Linked DNA regions of Sus scrofa: region 1 is linked to region 2. A link is a contact called in public HiChIP or PLAC-seq data. All regions are on one chromosome and are shown on one strand. The core of a region is the stretch at or near the end of the contact, and the rest is flanking DNA. Distances in the headings are between cores, read along the strand shown. Region 1 overlaps DPYSL2 (dihydropyrimidinase-related protein 2). Region 2 overlaps DPYSL2 (dihydropyrimidinase-related protein 2).

Evidence for each region. HiChIP or PLAC-seq counts read pairs in DNA pulled down with a chosen protein or histone mark.
Region 1: an H3K27ac HiChIP or PLAC-seq map of alveolar macrophages shows a contact between it and region 2. The contact joins two enhancer-like sites. A contact is called at or near these places in 12 of 47 Hi-C or Micro-C datasets (alveolar macrophages, brain, embryonic fibroblasts and 6 more) and 2 of 2 datasets of contacts at active chromatin or transcription factors (alveolar macrophages and skeletal muscle).

The regions. Positions count from the first base shown.
Region 1 is chr14:10,498,911-10,501,610 of Sscrofa11.1, reverse strand. The region is part of intron 3 of DPYSL2 (dihydropyrimidinase-related protein 2); the gene reads right to left. Among named protein-coding and RNA genes, the nearest start is that of DPYSL2, 72 kb to the right of the region's middle. Within about 2 kb of position 1,415, at least 41 of the 83 cell types and tissues checked have an H3K27ac peak or open chromatin away from gene starts, as enhancers often do. A contact at or near this core is called in alveolar macrophages and retroperitoneal adipose tissue, where this site is marked.
Region 2 is chr14:10,462,420-10,465,119 of Sscrofa11.1, reverse strand. The region is part of intron 1 of DPYSL2 (dihydropyrimidinase-related protein 2); the gene reads right to left. Among named protein-coding and RNA genes, the nearest start is that of DPYSL2, 35 kb to the right of the region's middle. Within about 2 kb of position 1,444, at least 12 of the 83 cell types and tissues checked have an H3K27ac peak or open chromatin away from gene starts, as enhancers often do. A contact at or near this core is called in alveolar macrophages and retroperitoneal adipose tissue, where this site is marked.

The sequences.
Region 1 (2,700 bases), core at 166-2,665, 37 kb before region 2:
TTTTCACTCTTCTAGGCCGTCTCAGTTGCAGATAAATGGCCACCTTCCAAGACCCAAGTAGGGGACCAGCCAATATATAAGAGAGCAGATCCAGCAGCTGTACAGAGATAACTGACCATTTAACCAGAACGTGAAGAAGGGGCGCGGGCCACCATCTTCGTCCTCCTGTCTCCTCGCCCCTGCTCTTGGCTTTGTCGATCTGAGCCCTAAGAGGACTCCCCTAAGGCCACCTGGTTAACAGACAAGACTAGACAAGGCAGTAGCCCAAGCCCCTGAGCCTCGAGGTACACAGAGCAAAGCTGTGCTTTCTCTCAGCTCCGTGTAATGCTCACAGACAGACAGACAGACACTGAATAGGAAGTGCCAGTCCCAAAGCAGGATGATGAAATTGTGGCCCAGGGAGCAGGCCAGGAAAGCCAAAGGTGAAAATTCCAGCCAAAGTCCTCAGAAAACAAAGCTTCCAATCCCAGGCCCATGTAGAATTTCTCTGAGAGATGTTGAAATCGTTGGCTAACTGTGGGAGAGGGCTCTGTTTCCTGAAACGAGACAGGCATTCTGAGACTTAGTCTGGAAACAGGCCAACTTTATGGCATCTCACATCCCCGCACTGGTGGGAGAGACACAAAATTTGCTTCAGGCTAGCATCTGCATCCTGGAATTCGGCTAAAGCCTCCTGAAGTCCTGGGGATTCTCACAGACCGACAGGGACTTCACAGGCCCGGCAGCTGGTTGGCTCTCAAAGGCCCCCTCAAACAATGGGGCCTCCACTCCACCAGCAAAATAGGCTCATGTTCACGGAGGAAAAAAAAATGTGAGGGAGCCAGTAAGTTTTTAGAACCAGTAAGTGCTGTGTGGGAACGGTCTGCAGTGCTATAACGGTCCACACCAAGTGTGCTGCAAACAGGGCAGGAGGAAACCCCACAGGGCACTGACTGCACAAGTTTGGGGCTCTGGTTCCAAGCTCAGCTGTTGTGGGTTGAATCCAGGCACCGCCACTGACTAGTTCTAGGGCCTTAGGCAAGTGACTTAAACCACCCCACCCCGTGCCTCAGTTTCCCCATCTGCAAAATAAGAACAGCAACCATGGCTACTTCAGCATATAGGGATCAAAAGCATGAGCTCTGCGGTCAGACTGCCTGAGTGGGCACCTCAGCTCTGCCACCCACTAGCTGTACGACTCAGGATCCCTCACCCTCTCTGGGTCTCAGTTTTTCTTATCTGTGAAATGGAGATAATAGTACCTCCTCACAGGGTTGGCACGAAGTGGTGTTTGTAAAGGGCTCCCAACAGTCCCTGGCAGAGTGGGTCTTACATAAGCATTTGTTAAATAAATTGAAAGTAAAAGAGGATTGTCTTGAGCACAGAGGGCTGCTTGACCTAATTCCTGGCACGAAGTCAGTCTTCTGCAAATGCTCTGCTGTGCTTTGTGGTCTAATGCGAAAGGGCTCAGCGTTTGGGCATCGTGGGGCCAAAGGCGCCCTCTAGGGCTGCCCACGGACCAGGCGGCAGGGGCAGGGCTCAGGAGGGGGCTCAGGTGGAGAACCACGAAGAGTGACAGAGCGCAGGAGGGAGGCAGATAAAGGCATAATTGAGAGGAGGAAGCCCGAGGTGCCACAAGAAAGGCATGGAGTTTTAATTTATTCATTTAGGCAAACGGTCTTCACATAAAACTGAATAAGACTCAACCAAGCAAAACAAATCTGTCCTGTTTACCCAGCAAGTAGGCATTGGTCATAAAGTAAAAGACAGTAAATGCCAGAGCAGGAAGAATCACAGAGACCCTCTGTCAACAGACATAAATAGAGACTTTTCACCTCCCCGGGAACCTCCTTCCCCACACCCCTCCCGACCCTGGGTCTCCATGATGGAAACAATTTTCCAATCAAATGGAACGTATTAGGCATAAAGAAATGCATCCATTCTATTTTCAATCAAATGCAAGAAAAACGGCCAAGCAGAGCGGAAAACACAAATGATCATCATTTACAAAGTCCTTGTAAAATTCCAATCGCAAGCAAAGAAACCTGACCTTATCCAGGAAACATCACGGCAATAACTCCCCAGCAGGCTTTTAGAATATGGAAATGATTTTTATTTTCAAAATCCCCTAAGGGATTTGGTAACTGCAGGCTGGGGTCAGTGACCTGGTTCTCCCCTTTCTCCTTCCAGGGGAGAGCAGGAGGTGAGTTTCCTAAGAGTTGGAAGCAGAGGCAGCCCCTAGGAGCGGCAGATTTCCCGAACAGACCCCCTTCCTTCAGCATCCTTGGCCCCAGGCACCAGGATGATGACCACAGGGCATGTGCGTGTTTGTGTGTGCGTGCGTGCGTGCGTGCGCGCGCATATGCCTGCCTGCATATGATGGGGGTCGGGGGAGGCAAGTCCCCTACTCTGCTTCCCGTGGCCTCCAGGCTGCTGTTAAGAAAACGGAGGTGGCGTTCCCATTGTGGCTCAAAAGTTTACAAACCCAACTAGTATGCATGAGGATGCAAGCTGGATCCCTGGCCTGGCTCAGTGGGTTAAGGATCCGGAGTTGCCATGAGCTGTGTGTGGTGTAGGTCTCAGACGCAGCTCAGATCTGGTGTTGCTGAGGCTGTGATGCAGGCCGGCCGCTGTAGCTCTGATTTGACCCCTAGCCTGGGAACCTCCCTATGCCATGGGTATGACCCTAAAAAGCAAAAAAGTAAAAAGAGAGAAAGAAAA
Region 2 (2,700 bases), core at 195-2,694:
TTCTATCCCAGGCCCCCTGGTGATCTGGAGGAAGTGAGAACCTGCCTTGTGATCCAGGAGTGAGTTCTATTCAGGTGCTATGACCACAGCCTCTCTGCTCCTCATTACCCATCCCCAGGCAGGGATACACATACCCACCAACAGGTGCCTTCTCAAATCCGGGCCTGCCCTGCGCTGCTCCCTCTACGTGTCCCTCAGCTCTTCCTCTCTCTTCCTCTAAGGGTGAGCTGAAGTGTCACCTCCTCGGTGGGTGCATCTGCCCCATCCGCCCTCTAAAGTGTCCAGTACGGCTTCCTGTGTTCACCTCTACTGTAACACACAACCTGTCGCATCGTAATGATTTATCCATTTCTTCTATTACAGTCTGGCTCCCAGAAGCTAAAAGCCTTGCAATTCTCTTTTTTTCCAGTGACCAGCATGCCACCTGATCCATGGCGGGAGCCTCAACATTTACTGCATAAACAAATACTGTCATTGCTATTGCAAGAAACGAAGGTTCTCCCACGTCCCTGCCGAGATGAACTGGGAAGTCAGCAACGTCCCCAACCTAGGCCTTTCTCTTAGCGCTGCCACCCAGCTTCTCTCCTCCAAGTCCCTGGAACTGCATGAGACCTTGTGCGCATGCAGCTTATTATTCCTGACATAGGGATAGCTGCCTGGATTTTAAGCTACACCTCCCCTAAGTAAAACTGCCACATAACACCAAGCCTGGGAAAACATGGGAAGAGAACATCCAATTCCAAAATGACTCCAGCATCAGACAGGGAATCTCTAATCATTTTCTCTCTGCACCAATTTCTTCAATTGTTTCTTTCTCTCCCTTCCCTTCGTGCGTGTATGCCTGTATTATACCATTCATCATCTCATTCCATCTTCACTCTCTGCCCTCACCTATAACCAGGTGATCATGGTTTTCCTTCCATGTCAACAGTGAGCTCACAGAGTCTAAGAACTCCCTTTTTCTTCCTTTTTTTTTTAGGGCTGCATATGCGTCATATGGAGGTTCCCAAGCCAAGGGTCCAATTGGAGCTGCAGCTGCCAGCCTACACCACAGCTACAGCAATGCCAGATCCGAGCCCCATCTGCAACCTACATCACAGCTTGTGACAACACCAGATCCTTAACCCACTGCATGAGCCCAGGGATCAAACCCGAATCCTCACGTACACTATGCCAGGTTCTTAACCCACTGAGCCACAATGGGAACTCCCTCTTTCAAAATCATACTCATCTCTTATGCTATGATGGGGCCAACAGAGTAGGGGCTCAAGAAGGATGAGGTGTATGGATAGATGAGTGACGACACCCAGTCGGGACTTTTGAGATGTTCCCGTCCTACAACCTGAGGGGAACTGGGGGTGGAGGGTGCAGTACTGTCACTCAGGCACTCTGGAGTGACTGGGTTGCTTTCAGTTCCTCAGCACCGTGGGCAGCACTGTCCATCCCACCACTGCACTTGGTTTCATCTTCCCCCTTTGCAGAGAGGGGAGTAATCATTTCTGCTTCTGTGCCTGCCACCCCAGGCCTCTGTGGAAGTGGGACCTTCAGGATGCCACCGAGCAGGGCACGTCCAAATAGAAACTGCTAGCGAAGGAGAGGAGAGTCCAAGTCCCCACTCTGCAGCAGAACTGATGCCAAGGGCTGTGGCTTCAAAGGCAGCCTGCAGAGGTTAAAATGAAATGCAGTGGCAAAGAGAAAGGACTGGAATTCTGCTCTGCCAAAAACCAAGGGCACCAACTAGGACACTGAACTGGAAATGATGCTGCTTCTTTGTGGCTGGAATCGGGCCATGACAGTCATTTGCTTTGTGCCTGTAACCCTGAAGGGGTGCAGTCTGCAGAGAGCCAGCCAAGGACCAACGGATCCAAGCCCGCCCACTGCCCTCCCCAGTGGCTGTGTCCTTTACGGGGGGCACAGAGTGGGGACCCACTGAGGGCCAGCAGTCACTGGCCCTCTGAGCCCTACATTGATTTTGCTGAAACTGGAAAGACTGCTGGTCAACTCCAGGCTGTGAAGCATCCTGAGGAAGTCCTTACTCTGAGAAGAAGTAAGTTTCATCAAATCTTGTTGGACATCAGGCTCAGAGGAAAGCGTGCACTTCATAAAATCTCATAGACGTGGCTTTCTCCTCTTATCTCCAGCTGGCACACAATTTCCCCCCCCCCCCCACTCACCCACAATGGTCCTTGCCTGACTCGTACAGCACTCTCTGTGGGACTACAGGTTTTCGTTAGGGTCTTTTTGTCAGCACCCAGACAGCCAGCATCTCGATCTGGCCGTCATGCCTCAGGCCTGCCCTCTGGTGGCGAATGAGGAGAGTGGTTCTGGTGCCCTTGGTCCATGTCTGGTGTGATGGATGACTCAGGACTAAAGGAAAAGGCCTTGGAGACACTTATTACAGCGATCCTGGGTCTTAATCACCTGGAGTGACTTTATCTCTGCATCACCATCATCTGAGGCCCCAGCGCAGACTTGTTGATTAGAATCTCCGGAGATAAGGCCCAGGAATGTTTTTAAGCTATTTTCTCTCTGGTCTCTAGACCACCCCCGCTCTCCTTTTACAGAAGAGGAAGTTGGGAGAATGTGAATGAAAATGCAGGTCTCAGAGTTCCCTGGTGGCCCAGCAGTTAAGAATCCTGTGCCATCACTGCTGTGACTCAGGTTCAGTCCCTTGCCCAGGAACGTCCACATGCTGAGGTT